Regions from separate parts of the Ovis aries genome. Here region 1 is linked to region 2. The links are chromatin contacts, called in public Hi-C maps. All regions are on one chromosome and are shown on one strand. Each heading gives the region's core, a stretch centred on a gene start, on an enhancer-like site or on the middle of the called end of the contact. The rest is flanking DNA. Distances are from core to core; before and after follow the strand shown. Region 1 overlaps GRAMD4 (GRAM domain containing 4). Region 2 holds the start of GRAMD4 (GRAM domain containing 4).

Region 1 (3,577 bases), core at 60-2,559, 39 kb before region 2:
CAGTGTGAGCCCAGAGGGACCCTCAGACGCACAGGTTGCCGTCTTGACTTCCAAAAGTGTGGTTTCTGCAGCCAAAATGCCTCCTTGGTGCAGCCCGGGGGACACACAAGCCAGACTCCGCTCCAACAGGAGCCTTCGGGGCGCCCACCAGGGCACCTGACAAGCCAGCACTTTGAAAGGGCCGCGGCAGAACGAGCCCCAGACGTGGCTCCCGGAACACCGGACCACCGCTCCCATGCTGGGCGCTTCCTGCTGCACCCACCCACCAGGACCCAGGCAGCCCGCCCACGCGGTCCAGCCTCCCCTCTCCCTGGGGTGTGCAGGGACAGCACCCCCCACGGCGCGTCCCGGGGGAGACTGCGGGCGGGGGGCACCTGCGTTCACACCCGCCCACGCCCAGCCCACTCCCCGCCCCCGGTGAAGACACGGCAAGAAAGGAACACGGCTCCAAGGCTATTTTTAAACCTGTAAAAGTAGAACTCTCGAGTGAGAGTTCTCTTGGCACACAATTCAACAGGCCCAGCCACCGCCAAAAATAAAAAATCCAGTGATAATCCTTAAATAAATCTGCTTCCCACCGGCCAGGTGTGCAAACGCAGGGACCACCCGCTGCGCAGCTTCTGGGCTGTGGTCAGGTGGCAGGCTGCCCGCCTGGAAGCCCACTCAGGGGTCCCAGGCTCTGCCCTTCACATCCCTCCTCAGCACTCCTCAAGTTCTCCCAGCCTCCAGCCTCCCAGCCTGGTCCCCTGCTCCCCCAGGCAGGCCCACCCACGCCCCCAGCCCAACGGTGGCAGAGCCACGCCTTCCCAAAGCGCCAGGAATGGGGTCTCGAGCCAGGAGCGCGCTGTGGTAACCCCCCGTGGCTTCCTGCACCCTCTCCCCTCGGGGAAGCCAGCTCATCACAGGCAAGGCCCTGCTCTCCCGGGGAACTTCCGTCTGCATCTTCCCCAGCGTTCACTGGCTGCTGGACACAGAGGCACCGTTCACGAAGCGTCGGCATCACGCCGACAGCCAGCAGGCGGCGTGGCTCTACGCTCTGACACGCCCACGAGTCAGGCTGCACACCACTGCCTCTCAGACACATTTTAAGAAACCGACGGGGGCTTGGGGTGAAGGAGCAGAGCGTGAACATGTTTCTCGTGTAAAATAAGCTGGAACAGGATCCCAGGCAGTGCTTCCACCCTCAGCAGCCAATTTTCAGGAACCAGGGACCGCCTTTCTGCAAGAGGTGGCAGGCTGACCTGGCAGTCCCAGTCCAGGCTCCGGGGCTCTGAGTGCGGCCAGCACCGACCCAGGGGACGTGTGCACCCAGCCCCCACCCTGCTCCTCCTGCCAGCTGAGCAAGCCCTCAGGACATGGACGGGGGAGGTGCCCAGCCAGGCACAGGGCCAGCTTGCCTCTGTCCAGCGGGGAGGCAGGACCGGACATTCGCAGGGAGTAAGCAAGAAACAGGCTCTCAGTTCAGAGCCCGCCCTGTGGGTCAGACACCGGCACTGCAGGGCCCGTTTCGTTCGTTCCCAGGCCCCTGCGACACGCTCAGGCAGTTTCATCCCGTCTTCGTCTGCTGGTTATCTGATCTGTGTGCTCCCTTCCCGCCTGTCTGGGTCACCCATCTGCTGTCTTCCTGAAAGGGCAGAAGCCACTCGATAAATACATCGCCACCAAGCAGAACTGTCGGACCCGGCCTCTGCTACGGACAGTGTGCCCTCTCAGCTCAACGTCGCAGAACAGGAGGAGCAGGGTTGGGTCTTTTTGTTTGTTGTTCGTTTAGAGACAGAACCCTAGACAGACATCTGCAGGGCGGGTCCAGACGTATCCAACCAACGCCATACCTGACCCCGACGCCGGGCGGCTGTGGGCGGCTGCCCCCTCCCCGGCAGACACCGGGCAGGCCCGAGCCCTGATGCTTTCAATGGTGAGAAAGGGCTTCGTCGGCCTGAATCACCCAGACTGGCGCCCAGAAACTTCCTTCCTTCCAGCCTTGGTATCCAGAGGGGGGCCTCTGCAGGCCGCGGGAGGCTGATAACCGCCCTCCTGCCCGCCTCCCCGGCCACCTTCTCCTAGAAGCCCTCCCACAGGGTCAGAGCCAGCCACACGGACCCACTGCTTGTCGGGGCAGGAAGGGGAGCTCCCGGGAGCATCACGGCTCAGGGGCAAAGGGCCCCCCACTGCCAGATCCTCCCTCCCTAGGAACGACCACAGTGGTGCCCCGAGGGCTGAGCCGCACACCCCTGGGACCACCCTGCAGCCCATCTAGGTAGGAGCCCACAGCCCTCACATCCACCCAGGAAGAAGGAACAGCTCGGCAATATGGAACCCACAGCAGGCTCAGGGACCCCGGGGCTTAGCCTGGCAACCCTGAGGTCCCAGAAGCAGTTCCCTCCAAGCTCCAAAATCCGTGCAGGTCACTCTGGGAGGCGCGCCTGCCTGTGCAGCTGACGATGGAGGAGCACCTCCCTTCCCAGAGCCCATACCCAGCAGGCGGTCGATAAACACACGCCCCTGCTCAGAAACCACGCAGCGTCTGCGTGTGTCCGTGCCCAAGCAACAGCAACAACTGAAATGCATTTCGGCCGAAATGAAAATGGATGGTGGCTTTTCATTTATTCATGTGCTTCTTTAACAAATTTAGCCTCCTGCCGCCGGGCCTGAGCCAGGGTGCGCCGCGCTCTCCCATTCTTCATCCCTCCGCCATCTCCTCCCAGGAACACTTGTCCTCTTCAATATTTAATAACTGAAGAAAGCCGCTGTAAACCTGGGCTATTTCCTCCTCTCCGAGAAGAGTAAGTCTGCTTTTGGAGAGAAAGAACTACAGATAATTGAATGGAACTTTAACACAGACCACTCAGGCGCTTTACAGATGGCAGGGGGCCAGGCTCTGGATGGTGGAACGCCCACAGCCACCCGCCCACGCGGGGCTGAGCCAGGAGCCAGAAGCCTGGGGCCACCTCCGGGCAAAGCTCCCCGCCACCACCACCCCTGCAGACCCGGGAGGGGCGGCCCGCCCAGCACACAGATGCAGGCTCAGAGGCCACCAAAACACCTCTGTGGGTCCACAGGGCGCCGACATCCTTCCTTCCATACTGCGCTCCCCTGGGTACCAGGACGGAGAGACAGGAGGCAGGGACAGGCTCCGTGCAGACTCCAGCTCTGACCAGGTTTCCCTGCATGCCTCCCTCCAAGCATGGAGCTCTGATCAGGGCCTCACGTTAGATGCTCGGGGTAGAGGAAGACGCACAGCCCACACACTCCAGACTTCCTGCCAAGAACCACCTGTAACCACGTAACAGGCTGGAAGGATGCAGTTACCACCTGTAACCACGTAACAAGGAGCAGGGAGCAGGTGGGTTACCCACACCACAGCCACAGGGCCAAGCCGCGCGGAACACGGAAGAGCTCTGAGAACCATTCGGAGCGACCTCCAGGATGCAACCTCAGTGTGGAGAAAGCACGCTAACGCTTGCTGTTCTTTAGTTGCTAAGTCGTGTCCAGCTCTTTGTGACCCCATGGACTGCAGCCTGTAACGTTCCTCTGTTCATGGGATTCTGCAGGCAAGAACACTGGAGGGGGTTGCCAT
Region 2 (3,872 bases), core at 170-2,669:
TGTCCCCCACATGGGCCTGGGACACACGGGCAGAGTCAGGGCAACAGCTGCCCAGAAGGGAAGGGCACCGCGGCCTCTCCTGGTGTTGGGATCTCTGCCCTGGGTGTGTCCAGTCTGGAAGTGGGGTGGGGGCTGCACCATCTAATGCTCTCGTCAGCCCCCTCCCCACTTACTGCTGGGGAAACTGAGGCAAGGGAGGGCTCAAGGCCTTCCTGCCCAAGGTCACCAAGCAGATGTCATGCAGACAAGACCCCAAACTTCTCTCTCAACTGCTGCACAGCCCAGCTCACCACGCCAGGCCCAGGCCTGAGACAAGCCCTAAGGCCAGGCTGCGATGGAGGCTGGGGCCCAGGCACCTCCATTTTTGTGTGGGGTGGTGATGCACAGAACTAGGAAGGCAAGAAAGGAACCCGGCACTGCAAAAGGTGTGCCCAAACCAAATCCTCCCCGCCTCCGGAAATGTAGAGCTGGCAACACCCCCAGGGTGGGCTCGGCTTCCAGCGGGTAAGCCTCAGGTCCAGGGCCCAGGCCTGGGCGCTGCTCCCCGCACGGACAGGTGCCCCAGCCCACTTGGTGGTAAGCCTGCCCAGGGGTGCAGGGCCTGCCCGGGGCAGGGGGCGCCCCAGATTGAGGAATGCTGCCCTACGCCTCACCTCCCCGGGAGGCTGGGCCCCAGCAAAGCCCCACCAGCTAAAAGTCCGGAACAAAGGGAAAGGAGACGGGGCAAATGGAGGGGTGCGGGGAGGGCAACTTTTTGGCGGGGTCATTTCCAGGGGCATACGGGCCGGGGTCGCCCCCCACCTCTCCTGTGTCCCCCAGGAGTGAGTTCCTAAGACGACATTCACCGCGCCCACCCGCGCCCCAGCCTGGACCCGGCGGCCTGTGCCCCATCGACCACCCTCCCATCTCAGGCTCCGCGCCCACGGGACGTCCTCCTCTCCCCGGCCGGCCGGGCATGACGCGGACCGGGAGACGCCGGAGCCCGCGCGCGCGGGAGGGGGGTGGCCGTGACACGCGCCCAGGCCGCGCGGGACCCGGGGGCGTGTATGCGGGGCGCGCCCGCGCGGGTCCCGGCTCGGAGGGCCGCTGGCTGCGGGCGCTGGCAGGGCACTGCCGGGCTTCGGGCCGGCGAGTCCCCGAGAGGGTCTGCGTGTCCGGCGAGTGGGCGTCCGCCGCGCGCGCCGCTTACCCTGCGCGGAGATCGGGGCCACCTCTCATCCACCCGCCGCCTCGGCGCGCCCCTCGCCAGCCGCCCGGCCGCGCTGCACCTGCCGCCCGCGCGGGAGCCGAGCGGCGCCGGGGAGCCCGGAGGAGGCGGCGGCCCCGCGGGTCCGGGCCACTAGCGCGGAGGCGGCGGCGGCAGCGGCGGCGGCGGCGGCGGCGCCAGGTCGCGCGCTCGCGTCCCGCTGCGCGGAGTCTGCGCGCCCCCGGCCCGGCCTGCGCAGCCGCCGCCCGCCCTAATCCCCGCCCCACGTCGGCACGCCCCGCCCCGCCCCGCGTCGCCCCGCCCCAAGACCTGAGCCGGCTCGCCCCGCCCCGCGCCGCCGCGCCACGCCCCGCGCCTCACCTTAAAGGAGCCGCTCCCCCTTGCACGGCCTTGGCTCTCCCCTCGCGCCCCGGCTCGGCGGTCCCGCGGGGGCGCGCCTGCCCTGGCGGGTCCGCTCGCGAGAACGAGCGCGGTCACGCGGTGCCGCCTTTGTTTGGGTGGCGCACGTGCGCCCCCGCCACCTGCACCCACGCGGACGCGCGGCGGCCCTTCCGTGCGGCCTTCCACCGCCTGCGCCCAGGACGCCGCGGCCCCGCGAGTCTATAGGGCGGACTTCACGGGCACAGCCATGCACGGGCACAGCCATGCACGGGCACGCGTGCCGCTGCCCCTTCATCCGCTGTCCGCCGGCCACGCATCCCAGGGGCGGCCGCAGTGGGACCGCCTGTGGTTCCGACCTGGGTCCAAGACGGCCACCTTTCCGTGGCGACCGCATCCCAAAGGAAACCGCCTTTACCTTGACGCCACAGTGTCCACGAGGGAAGGGAAACTAAAGCCTGCAGGGGAGGGTCGGTGCGGGGCGTGCATCCCCTCTAGGCTGGCATACCTAGCAAGGGCTGAGCCCCACGCCAAGGGGACTCCCTGTCCTCAGGATCTGGACTGCTTTCTTTAAGTCGCACCTTTGTCATTGAAGGAATACCCTCCACCAGCCCTCCACTCTCCTGAAAGCTAGGCCTGCCTGACTCTTTGCGACCTGACCCCATGGACTGTAACCCGACAGGCTCCTCTGTCCATGGATTCCCCAGGCAAGAGTACTGGGGTGGGTTGCCATTTCCTTCTCCAGGGGATCTTCCCGGTGCAGGGATTGAAGCCAGGTCTTCTGCATTTTAGGCAGATTCTTGACCCTCTGAGCCACCAGGGAAGCCCCCTGACCAAAGAGAACCCTGCCCATCCCTAGCCTCCAGAATCTAAGGCTGGCTAGCTCACAGATAGAGGGGACTACACTTCCAAAACCACAAGTCTTCATCCTGGGTTGGGGGGGCCCCACAATTAACTCCTCACCCAAGCCTGACCTGGGAGATGCTGCTGGGACTTGGAGTGGGAGGAGCCGAAAGACCCTGGGCCCCAGGCCTGTTGCCCCTCTCAGCCACCGCTCCTCCCCTGGGCCCTCTGGGCTCTACCTTAATGATCCCATCAGCTTCATGTGTCTTGAGCCCAGCTCCCCTGCTCCACCCCAAACCCAGTGACAGCGGGAGTCCTCCAGGCACCTCTGAGAGAATCCACAGCTAACCCCGCACCACACCAATACCCTAACGCACCTCCCCGCCTCCAATGCAGTCCTCAAGGCTCCCAACTCAAGTGCTCCGGAAGCATTCCCTGAGGCAAGTGTCAACCGAAAAAAATTTGCACAGCCTAAAAGTAGAGAATTATGTTTTATTTGGCAGACTCACTGAGCCTAGGAAGGCAGCCTTTCAGATACCTCTGAGGGACTTGTTCCAAAGAGGTCAGGAGAGGAGCCTTGGGCTTCCCTGGTGGCTCAGCAGGAAAGAATCCACCTGCAATGTGGGAGGTGCTGGTTCAATCCCTGAGTCGGGATGATTAGCTGGAGAAGCAAATGGCAACCAACTCCAGTATTCTTGCCTCAGAAATCCCATGGATAGAGGATCCTGGAGGGCTACAGTCCATGGGGTTGCAAAGAGTCAGACTCAACTTAGAGACTCAACAACAACAGGATATACACCAGTTTTGGCTTGGGGGATAGATAGAGAAAAAGTAGTTGAACAACAAAAGATTACTGATAATCACAAATCAGACATCTCAAACTAATGATTTCAGTGCTTTTTCTTCATGGATCACAGCCTTGTCAAGGCAAAGGGGCTTGTGTAACTCAAAGAAGCTCTATGATCCAGGCCGTGTAGACAAACAGGTCACGGTGCAGAGTTCTGACTAAACGTGGTTACCTGGAGGAGGGAATAGTAAACCACTCCAGGATTCTTGCCTTGAGAACCCCACGAACAGTATGAAAAGGTAAAAAAAGATATGACCCCAGAAGATGAGCCCCCCAGGCCGGAAGGTGTCCAGTATGCTACTAGGGAAGAATGGAGGGCCGTTACTAATGAAGAGGCTGGGCCAAAGCAGAAACAATGCCCAGTTGTGGGTGTGTCTCGTGGTGAATCTCCAGTGCTGTAAAGAACAGTATTGCCTAGGAGCATGGAATGTTAAGTCCACGAGGTGGATGAGGTCAGGCAGGAGATGGCAAGAGAGGGCAATGGCATCTTAGGAGTCCGTGAACTAAAATGGGCCAGAATTGGTGAATTTAATTCAGATGACCGTTCTATCTACTACGGTGGGCAGCAGCCCTCTAGAAGAAACGGAGTAGCCCTCA

The links. Hi-C and Micro-C count contacts between places; a contact is called where the count stands out from the background.
Region 1: a Hi-C map of tail adipose tissue shows a contact between it and region 2, with 2.0 times the contacts expected there. The contact joins the enhancer-like site here to the promoter of GRAMD4 in region 2. A contact is called at or near these places in 5 of 16 Hi-C or Micro-C datasets (blood, hypothalamus, liver and 2 more).

What each region holds. Positions count from the first base shown.
Region 1 is chr3:222,773,658-222,777,234 of ARS-UI_Ramb_v3.0, reverse strand. The region is part of intron 3 of GRAMD4 (GRAM domain containing 4); the gene reads right to left. Among named protein-coding and RNA genes, the nearest start is that of GRAMD4, 39 kb to the right of the region's middle. Within about 2 kb of position 1,309, at least 17 of the 54 cell types and tissues checked have an H3K27ac peak or open chromatin away from gene starts, as enhancers often do. A contact at or near this core is called in hypothalamus, liver and tail adipose tissue, where this site is marked.
Region 2 is chr3:222,734,010-222,737,881 of ARS-UI_Ramb_v3.0, reverse strand. GRAMD4 (GRAM domain containing 4) reads right to left here and starts at 1,419. Exons shown (of 19, transcript XM_027968220.2): 1 at 1,190-1,419. The coding sequence starts at 1,218.